2 separate regions of the Mus musculus genome follow, and region 1 is linked to region 2. A link is a contact called in public ChIA-PET data. All regions are on one chromosome and are shown on one strand. The core of a region is the stretch at or near the end of the contact, and the rest is flanking DNA. Distances in the headings are between cores, read along the strand shown. Region 1 holds the start of Amdhd1 (amidohydrolase domain containing 1). Region 2 holds the start of Nedd1 (neural precursor cell expressed, developmentally down-regulated gene 1).

Region 1 (4,959 bases), core at 444-2,943, 820 kb before region 2:
CTTTTGTTTTTGTTTTGTTTTTTTCTACCCCATCTCTATTTTCTTATAGAACATGGTGTGGACCTAAAGGACATTTGCTTCTAGTCTGTCGGAAGCTATTTTTACTGTCTGTTTTATTAATGGCTATAAGGTGACCCAAAATTATCTTTGTGATTTGCAGAGTAAGCCTGCTTTTATGGTATTGTTTTCAGTCCTTGACCCTGCCACCCCCATCTCTTGTAGTATTTGTTGGCCTGGGCAAGGGAAGAAAATCTCTTATCTTTTTAGGAAACATACCATAGAAACTAAATAACTTAAGGGTGATATAGTCTTTAGTCTCAGCACTGATGTGCAGTGTGTGTGTGTGTGTGTGTGTGTGTGTGTGTGAGTGGGGGTGGGGAACCAGGGAGAGAGAGAGAGAGAGAGAGAGAGAGAGAGAGAGAGAGAGAGAGATCTGAATTAAAAGGCTATCCTGATCTACATAAAGGGCTCCAGAACAGCCAGGGCTACACAGTGAGACTTATCTCAACAAGAGAAAAAAGACCAAGGGGGGGGGAAGCCCTAAAACCACATATGTACAAATAGCATTATACAGACCAAGTGGGCTGTATTTATGTATTTAGGGACACACACACACCATAGAAAAGGTCTTGAATTTGAAAGAGAACAAGGGTGGTTTAAGAGGAAATCAGGAAATGATGTCATTGTAATCTCAAAAAATTTATGTGTGTGTGTATATGTGTATGTGTGTGTGTGTGTGTGTGTGTGTGTGTGTGTGTGTGTGTGTGTATGTATTCTTTACAAATCCTGCCTGCCAGTTCTTTAAACAATCTGGATACTGTCTGTCTACAACCTTGAGTGCAGTGGTGTGTGTGAAAGCCACCACACTCGGGAGGAGGGGGGGAGTGTCAGACACCCGGGTCAAATCTGGTTTTACCTCAACAAGTCTGGATCACTGTTGAGACCTATCCTTCAAGAAGGCGGTCGGGACAAAGCAGACAGAGGCACCAAACTGATACTCTGTGTCTCAGCTTCATCCTTCCCTGCTCCAGGCTCCCTTCATCCTGGGAACCGCTTACTACCAGGCCCAAGCGCCGATCTGGCCAACCGAACACGCGTGGCACCCGCAGCCAGGCTAGGAGGGTCACGCGGACACCGTGAGCCTCTGCCCCGTGCCCCTGTCGCCTGTCAGCGCAAGTTTGCTAGGTTCAAGTTCCAGCTCCCAGGGCACAGTGTGTTTTTGTCTCTGTTTCTGTCACTGTGTCTAACACACACACATACATACATACACACACACACACACACCATGCACACTCACACCACACGCATACACACACCCCACTGTGTCTGCCTCTGTTTCTGTCACTGTAACACACACACACACACACACCACTGACGTCTCTGTGTGAGCCCTTCCCAACAACACTTCACTTGGCCACTGCACCGCATCTACCTCGCCCAACTTGATCACTTCCGGTGGTGGCTAAATTTCAGTTTTGTTTTGTTTTTAATCCAGAAGTTAGGGGTTGGGGAGGGGGTGATATAACCATCACCTCCTTTACTCCAAACCTGGAAAGGAGACCTGAAAAGACTGGCGTCCACAATAAAGTTTATTCCAACTTTATTCCAGGCGCTCTGGTTGGCACTGCTCCTGTCCCGGTCACTGGCTGCTGGCCAGCTCCCGCCCCACGCTGCCCAGCCCCGCCCCGCCCTGCCCGGGAGCCACAGCTCGCAGGCTCTCCTGTCCTCCGCAGCCCGCCAGCGGCTAGAGCGACAATGACGAGCAGCCACCGCCTCCTGCTGGAGAACGCACAGCAAGTGGTGCTGGTGTGTGCCCGCGGCGAGCGCTTCCTGACCGGGTCTGCGCTGCGCAGCCTGGCGGTGCTGGAGGGCGCCAGCGTGGTGGTGGGCACGTGAGTAGCCAGTAGCTGGGGACAGGCGAGATGGGGTTCCGGAGCGAAAGCTCTTTCTCCAACAAAACACCTTCAGGGCATCTTTCATTATGATCATTGATCATTGATCCCATTATAGCTTCTAAAGTACTGGCTGGTGGGTTTGCTTTGTTGTTTCCAGAAGAGTCTGTAGACTCTTTTTTGCTCTAAAATCCCGGATATTGATCCAGGTGTGCAGTCCCAGCACCCAAGAGGCAGAAGGTGAGGTCTGTAGTCTAAGGCCATCCTTGACTGTATGTAGAGTTTGCATGTGAGATCCTGTTTCAAAAAACAATCAAGAACTTAAAAAAAGAAAGAAAGAAAAGAAAGGAAAGAAGGAAGGAAGGAAGGAAGGAAGGAAGGAAGGAAGGAAGGAAGGAAAGGAAGGAAGGAAGGAAGGAAGGAAGGAAGGAAGAAAGAAAGAAAGAAAGAAAGAAAGAAAGAAAGAAAGAAAGAAAGAAAGAAAGAAAGAAAGAAAGAAAGAAAGAAAAGAAAAAGAAAAAAGGACAGGGTTTCTCTGTGTAGCCCTGGCTGTCCTGGACTCTTGTAGACCAGACTGGCCTCGAATTCACTCACAGAGTTCCACTCATCTCTGCTTCCCGAATGCTGGGATCAAAGACATGCCCCTCTTTAAAAAAATACTTTTAAATAAAACTAACATTACATCTTTTTTCCCCCCTCAAAAAGCACCTGTGGTGTGCATTATGTAGTCCAGCATAGTGGCCATGTCTTTAATACCAGCACTCTGGAGGCAGGGGTAGACTATTCAAAGTCAGCTTGCTCTACGTAATTCCAGGGCAGCCAAGTGAGACCATGTCGTAAAACAAACAAACCTACGGCTGACCCGCAAAATCACTCAAGCCCTGCATCAGGGAACTAAGGTTAACACACAGGCGCTTTGCTTTGGGGTTGTTTTCTAAAGTAAATAAAAATGTGTCAACACTCACACCTTTTAAAGAGAAGGAATGAATGTGTATTATTTTGTAGTTTATTCTTTTTCCCACTTAGTAGTAAACAGTAAAGCCTCACTATTCCATGTTAATAGTTTCTAAAGGGCCAAAACTCCTAACACCTTTGGAAGGTGGTTTCTAGCTTCCTTGAGTAATTATGTTACTGGATGTGCACTTTGTTCAAACATGACTCCAAAACCCACCACTGAATGACAGCCCACATTCTTAGAAGGTGGACAGCTGTGTGGTTAATGTGGTCCTGAAGAGAACCCCACACCCCCAGAGTCATCCCACACAGGCTGAGGCCATCAGAGATCTCCATCGTAGGCCTGAACTCATTTAAAGTCCAACAGCACACATGAAGTGGTGTGTGCTTCAACCTCCAGCTCTCCGCAGAGCCCTTTGCCCTGTGGCTCCTGGTTAAGTCAGCTCCATGTCAACCAGGACAAACCTCTGACAGAAGAGGAATTCCTAAGTAGGGAGTCCCAAGTGAGGGCTTTGTGTTTAACCTGCATTCATAGGTCAGCTTCCAACCTGTCTGGTCCTTTCCATCACTGGATTTACTGCAAAGTGGGCATTTTATAGAACTTGGCCAGATAAAACGCTATCCGGATTCAAAAATCAGAATACAATTTTTTTCAAAATTCAAATGTAGTTTCTTGTTCTCTTCCTGAATTTGCCCTCCTCTAAATGCACCCCTCCCCAGTTAGGTGAGCTTTCCATCACTGTGACAAAATGCCTGGGACAGGAACAAAGGAAAGATCTAGTGGGTTTCACTGTGCCCGGCTCCATCACTCTGAGGCCTTGTCACCACAGGGCCAAATGTCCTGGTGTCAGGGTGGGGCACAGGAGATGGAAGACACTTATCCCATGGTGACCAGGACGCAGAGACACAGAGAGAGAAAGGATCCAGGGAGAAGATATAGTTTTGAAAAGCATGCTCCCAAGAACTTCTCCCTTCAGTCACGTCCCATGTCCTAAATTCCAGCATCTCCCAAATACCCCAACAACTTAGGAAGTTATCAATGCACTGATTCCCTGATGAGACCAGAGCCTTCTGCTCTGTCTACTTTTCCAGAGCCTTACATCGGAGACCACAGTTTCAACACAGGAACCTCTGGAGGGCATTTCAGAGTCCCAACTGATGGGCAGCAGTGACTAATGGGGAGTCTGGGAAATGTAGTCTTTACTCTGGATGGTCCCGTGTTTCAGGCATAATCTAGGGGTCTAGGACTTTGGGAAAGTAGAACCCTGGTCTTAGAGAAAAAGTAGCAATCAGTCTCTTTGACACATGGTTTGACTTTTTGTGGCCACCATCTCTTTCCAGAGAGAGAGAGAGAGAGAGAGAGAGAGAGAGAGAGAGAGAGAGAGAGAGAGAGAGAGAGAGAGATGGCTAACACCAGGGCATCCAAACCATATTTAAATCATTTATCAGATTTTTCAGAAAAAAAAATTTCCTCAAAACTTAGGCACTCTTTTCTTGATTTTTATTCCCCTCAGTGACGGGCTTATAAAAGCTGTTGGCCCTGCTGCTGTTATCCAAAAACAGTTTTCCGGAGAAACTTTTGAAGAAAGAATTGATTGCTCTGGGAAATGCGTCTTGCCAGGTACTGATTTTTTTTTTCTCTCATAAAACTCAGAAAACAGTTTTAACAGCGGCTCGGGGACAGGAAAGAGGAAGATGATCGGTTTGTTTTCAAAAGAATCTTAACCACGGTGTTCAAAAATATCTATGTCTCCATCCACTGAAGTTCTACTTTGCCAATGTGATTTTATGTTGAGTCCTGGTAAAGCAATTCCAGATTCTCCTTGGTTATCTTTCCTGAAGATATGCACCATCTTTATGATTCTTTCTCAAAGTAGCAGAGTGTGTTTCCTAGTCCTTGGTGATACTGTTCCAGTTTTGTTCAGTTAGTAGTTTAGCCACTTCAAGGTTTCTTTGGGTGAGCATAGTTACTGAACATGAGAGCTGGCTATCTCTAAGGGATGTTTGTCTTGTGTTGAGTTATTCTCCTCTATTAGAACGTTCTAGATCAGCCAAATAGAGGGAACTTCACAAAGTCTTGCCCTCTTGCCCTCCTCCAAGCTGGGTAACTACC
Region 2 (5,575 bases), core at 928-3,427:
GCAAGTTGGGGAGGAAAGGGTTTATTCGGCTTACACTTCCATACTGCTAATTCATCACCAAGGAAGTCAGGACTGGAACTCAAGCAGGTTAGGAAGCTGGAGCTGATGCAGAGGCCATGGAGGGATGTTCCTTACTGGCTTGCTTCCCCTGGCTTGCTCAACCTGCTCTCTTATAGAACCAAAACTACCAGCTCAGAGATGGTCTCACCCAAAAGGGGCCTTTCCCCCTTGATCACTAATTGAGAAAATGCCTTACAGCTGGATCTCGTGGAGGCACTTCCCCAACTGAAGCTCCTTTCTCTGTGATAACTCCAGCCTGTGTCAAGTTGACACAAAACTAGCCAGTGCAGCCTATAAGCCACTCAAATAAGATTTTCTATAAATATCGTCAGTTCTGTTCCTGTAAGAGCCCTTGCTAAAAACAAAACAAAACAAAACAAAAAACAAAACAAAACAAAACAAAACAAAACAACTTTTGTTTTCAGTTAATGTCTTGCATTAAACTCATACCAATACTTCTGCCCCAGTTTCCTGGGTGTTGGGATTACTAGAGTGAGCTATTGTGCCCAGTTTATTTACTTTTATTGTTATGAAACATCTCACTTTTAATGCAGGAATAGTCTTAGTGTCTACCTTTTCCCCCCACCACATAATCCAGTCTTAAGCTTTCTTGCTGGTTTCAGTGTTAGAGAGTTGTGTTTTCTGCTTCAAGCATTCTTTTCTTCATGTGTTCCAGTTCTCCCTACTTAGATCTCAGCATTTTAGGCCAAATTCCAGGAAAAAAAATCAGCTAATAACACCAAAAGCAGCTGCAGATTACACAAGGCATATACTGCTTGCTCCCCGTCTTCATTTTATGGTTGTTCCTCACCAGCTTCCAGAAGCTGGAGAGACTTCTTTTTCTCCTAGGGGAGGTGGGGATTGGCACTTCTTAGGTTTCCAGTTGTTTTTGATATGGGTTCAGATAACTGGGACATTATGTATCCAGTTGAGAAACACATCCGGTGTGCACCTGGGACAAAGGAGCAACACTTTCCATAGGAACATGCTATCAGTGATGGAAGTAAGAACTCTCAACAGAGCAATCTTTTAGCAGGAATGTTGGGAAAACTCAGTTCATTGGCCCCTTTCTACCATGAAATACATTTCCTTCAAAAACAAAAAAACCAAAAAACCACTGAGTTGGTGTTCATGTACCTGAACAGCAGCATGTGAAGCTGCGGATGTGAAGATGGCTAGCTCAGAGGCTGAAGTCACTACTGGGTTTGTTCTCAGGGTTAGGGTTCGTTTTGGGTTAGATGTTCCTCTCCTCTGCTTTCCTCCTTTTCCCTCCCACCCCTTCCTTTCTCTTCCCCTCCTTTCCTTCTCCCACTCCTGCCACAATTTCCTCTCCATTCCCTCCCCTCTTTGAAACTGAGTTTCTTTGTATAACCGTCCTGGAACTCGTTCAGTAGACCAGGATGGATTTGAACTCACAGAGATCCCATTGCCTTTGCCTCCTGAGTGCTAGGATTAAAGGCTTGTACCACCACACCCCTTTGAAGTTAGATGTTTAACCTGCAGCTTTTCTTGGCTTCCTCTCAAGTAATCCTCTCCTAAACCAACCATGTTAATTGCCTTTATTATGAGCGTTCTTCTTTGTGATAACTGTGACACCTTTTTTTGTGGGAACTGAGAGTTGCCCGTGAATTCCCCATCTTTTATTCTTCTGTTTTGTTTTGTTCAAGACAGAGGTTCTCTGTGTAGTCCCTGGCTGTCCCGGAACTCACTCTGTAGACCAGGCTGGCTTAGAACTCAGCAGTCTGCCTGCTTCTGCCTCCCTAGTGCTGGGATTAAAGGTGTGCACCGCCACTGCCTGGCATTTTATTCTTGCCTTCCCTTTCCCTACAGAAGTGTTAATATTAACTTCCTAACTAGACTGTAATCTCCAGCAGGCTAGGGAACCTGCGTGTTGACTGACCTCTTGTCCCTTCAAGCTAAACACAGTAAGTGCACACCCACAGCCTAACTCAGCGCCTGGCACACAGTAGCCAGCAAACAAATGAGTGATAAAGGAGCAGTAGCTACAGGCTAGGATATCTTCCTCTGCACCGCCCCAGGGTGGGAGGCCACCCAGCACCCCCGCGGGCTGAGCGCTCGGGGCACCGCCTTTCCCGTGACGTCATGCGAGGCGGGACTTCCGGCCGCCCAAGTTTAACAGTCCAGGCGGGAGCCGGAAGCGCAGCGAGGAACGGGTGGAGCTGGGCCTCCCCTGTGGCCCCACGCTTGAGAGGTGAGGTTCCGCCTGACAGGGAGGCTCTGTGAGCGCGGTGGCCTTGGGCCGGGGACCCCCGAGGTCAGCCTCTTCGGTCCTGCGTTGGGCGGCAGCGGGCGCGCGCGCGCGCTGGAAAGTGGCCGGGGACCGGGCAGGACAGGACAGGACAGGACCGGGTCGCGGGCCCCGGATTTAAGGGCCAAGCTGCCCCGAGCGGCTCGTCCACCCCGACTCCCGGGTCTGGCTCGCCCGTAGCTGCTGAGCGCAGGCGCCCTGGGCTAGGGGTGCAACTCCCGAGAACTCTTCTTGAGCAGAGAGTGCAGTTGGTCGCTGTCGCTCTTCTTTCCCGGGATCCTCTCCCGGGGACTGATGTCAGAGCCCAGAAGCCAAGCGAAGGGACTGTGAGAGGTCTCCGTGAAGTCAGCCTCACTGAAGCTGTGTGGGTCGCTTAACTCTTCTGAAGAGCCTTGATCCACTCATTGCACCACACTGCACAGTAGGCTCCTTGTGTGGGGTTAGGGTAGCAGCAGCTTGCAGCTGTTTACTGTTCTTCAGAGTTCAACTTTTCTACCCTGTGTTTTTCCATGGGCCGGGGAACAAGGGGCATTGAGTAAGTGTTTTAGTCACCAAATAGAAACATTGTCTACAATTCAACAGGTGACTCTGCAAGTTTTTAGCCTCACCTACTAGGGGTCCCTTCTAACTCAGAACCACCCCACACACTACTGTATCCAAAAATATGCACAACAAATAACTGTTTTAATCCTTTCCATAAACTTTATTTATTTATTTATTTTTCCTCTTGAGACTCAATGATTTCTGCCTTATGCTTTTTAGTTTGTCCTCTGGAACCCAGATATGTATGATGCTTTTGTTGATGATGTGGGGGCGTGTCTTTGACCACTGTTGGCCTTTAACCTTGGTTAAATTCAGCCCCCTATGTCACCAGATGGAATCAATTCAGTGTGTTGTAGCTGCCGTAGCATCCCTTAAAAAAAAAAAAAAAAAAAAAAAGTAGGGCGTGGTGGCGCACACCTTTAATCCCAGCACTCGGGAGGCAGAGGCAGGCGGATTTCTGAGTTCAAGGCCAGCCTGGTCTACAGAGTGAGTTCCAGGACAGGCAGGACTATACAGAGAAATCCTGTCTCAAAAAACCAAAAAAAAAAAAAAAAAAGTAACCACTTTTTATTAGACTTCAAGTATCAATGAAACTGTGTTGACCTATAAAAAGAAACATATTTTGTGTGGCTACCATGGATTAAACACACACACACACACACACACACACACAGGAACACTATGGATTAAACACACACACACACACACACACACACACACACACACACACACACACAGGAATTAAAAACTAGCATCTGCTTGTGCCTTAGTTTTCTCCATTGATTTTATTTCTATCTAAACAAATATCGGTTGCAACCCACTTCATTCAAACTCATTGTTAATATATCTAATGTCTTCAGACAGGCAATAGGATAAATTGAATTACCAAGTTTGTTAATTGGATAGTAGTATAGTACTCTTTTTTGTTGCTGTTTTTGTTTGTTTGTTTTGTTTCTGAGATAGGGGTTTTCTGTGTAGCCCTGGCTGTCTGGAACTAGCTCCACAGACTAGGCTGGCCTCAAACTCACAGATCCACCTGCCTCTGCCTGGGATTAAAGGCGTGCACCACCACCACTGCCGGCCCTGTAATAATAGTACCATGGTACCACCCATACTGAGTGTGAGAGCATATTTCTCTGCCTTTTCTCTCCTCTGTATGTTTAAATACACCGTCTTTCACAGTACTGCTGCCCTTCAGAGTGCTTGGAGCAGCCTCTCTGCTTTCTGTCTAGACTGCCTTGGCTTGTGGCATCATTCTGTCAGATTTATGTGCTGGGAACATCACACTGAATAAAAAGTCAGAGGTCTGGGACCAAGAGTTGGTTTTAGGATACAGTGGCAACTTATTTAACTTTGTTGTTAATTTTAGAGTTTGGAAAACTTGGCACAGTGGGATTCAGACTTCCAGGATGGCTAGATTATAGCACATTAAAAAAATATGAGAACATTACTTAGTTTATTTCCCTGCGGAGTACTTAGTATGGATCAGGAATATTTCAAAATTCCTGTGTGAGGAGGCGGGCATTGTTATGGGAACAAAGAAGAGAGTAGAAGTTCCATGAACAACATTGAATTGGGTGCTAGAATATAGGGTAGCTGCTGATAAAGGGTGGGTTTTGCCACAGTAGGCGGGGAACTTACCTTTTAGAAGCAGAGATGTTTTGAGCAGAGGCCTAAATGATAAGGAGATGGTTTTGGGGGAACATGGGGAGCTTTCCAGGTAGAGGGGGGCAGCAGGTGAAGAGACACTAAGTGGAGGATGGGCTTGGCTTGATTCATAGACATGAAGAAGGCCGGTGTTTAGATCTGGTGGCTCAGGCAAGATGTGTAGGGCAGCCACATTGGCATGTCTGTCCTGTAAGGAGGAGGAGGTTGGGTTTCTCGTAGTCGCAGAGGGGATTCTTGGAAGGATGAGCTAAGTGTATGTGATTGGCTGGTGTTTGAGTCACTCATACTTTCTGTGTGTGCTGCTTGGTAGAAAGGTGGACAGAAATGGACAAGTAACATCCCTGCCTTAGATCAGGGGGCATTTCAGCTTTGAAAACTTGCTTTTCCGTAGTTGTGTTTTAAATAATGTTCTGAACTTTTTATAGGCCCAGTCATGCAGGAAAACCTCAGATTTGCTTCATCAGGAGATGACGTTAAAATATGGGATGCTTCGTTCCTGACATTGGTGGATAAATTCAACCCTCACACGTCACCGCATGGAATCAGTTCAATCTGTTGGAGCAGCAATAGTATCCTTTAAAAAAAAAAGTAATCACTTTTTGTTAGTTTTCAATGATCTGTGAAACTGTTGGCCCATAAAAAAAATATTTGTGTGGCTACCTGAGATTTAAAATAAAACAAAACAAAAAACTAAACCAAAACAAAACAAAACAAAAAAACACTGATAAAAATAATCCATATGCGTGCATTCTATTTTTCCCTGTTGATTTTCTTTTAAATTTGTAGTTGCAACCCACTTCAACCTCACTCTAATTTTCTGAATACAATTAGTCTTTAGATGCAGGCGGTAGAATTAGTTATATTGTCTACAGTTACTGAATGTGTGGAGTTAGGTAAGACTAGCAGAGCACCTATGAGACTTTACAGTGAGGGTTTTGTTTTCCATCTCCATTTGGATATTTGTGAGTCAGATGTGGAAGTCCGTGAGCTTGGGGGTATAAGCGGGGTGGAGAGGAGATTCAGAAGTCGTCGTGT

What was found. ChIA-PET counts read pairs in DNA pulled down with a chosen protein or histone mark.
Region 1: a contact with region 2 is called in an RNA polymerase II ChIA-PET map of memory CD8 T cells, with 10 read pairs. The contact joins the promoter of Amdhd1 here to the promoter of Nedd1 in region 2. A contact is called at or near these places in 1 of 484 Hi-C or Micro-C datasets (B cells) and 2 of 115 datasets of contacts at active chromatin or transcription factors (large pre-B cells and memory CD8 T cells).

Annotation. Positions count from the first base shown.
Region 1 is chr10:93,536,767-93,541,725 of GRCm38.p6, reverse strand. It overlaps Amdhd1 (amidohydrolase domain containing 1), which reads left to right and starts at 1,693. Exons shown (of 9, transcript NM_027908.1): 1 at 1,693-1,892; 2 at 4,361-4,467. The coding sequence starts at 1,756. Ccdc38 (coiled-coil domain containing 38) reads right to left here and starts at 1,094. Exons shown (of 16, transcript NM_175488.6): 1 at 917-1,094.
Region 2 is chr10:92,719,020-92,724,594 of GRCm38.p6, reverse strand. Nedd1 (neural precursor cell expressed, developmentally down-regulated gene 1) reads left to right here and starts at 2,177. Exons shown (of 15, transcript NM_008682.2): 1 at 2,177-2,272; 2 at 4,966-5,109. The coding sequence starts at 4,974.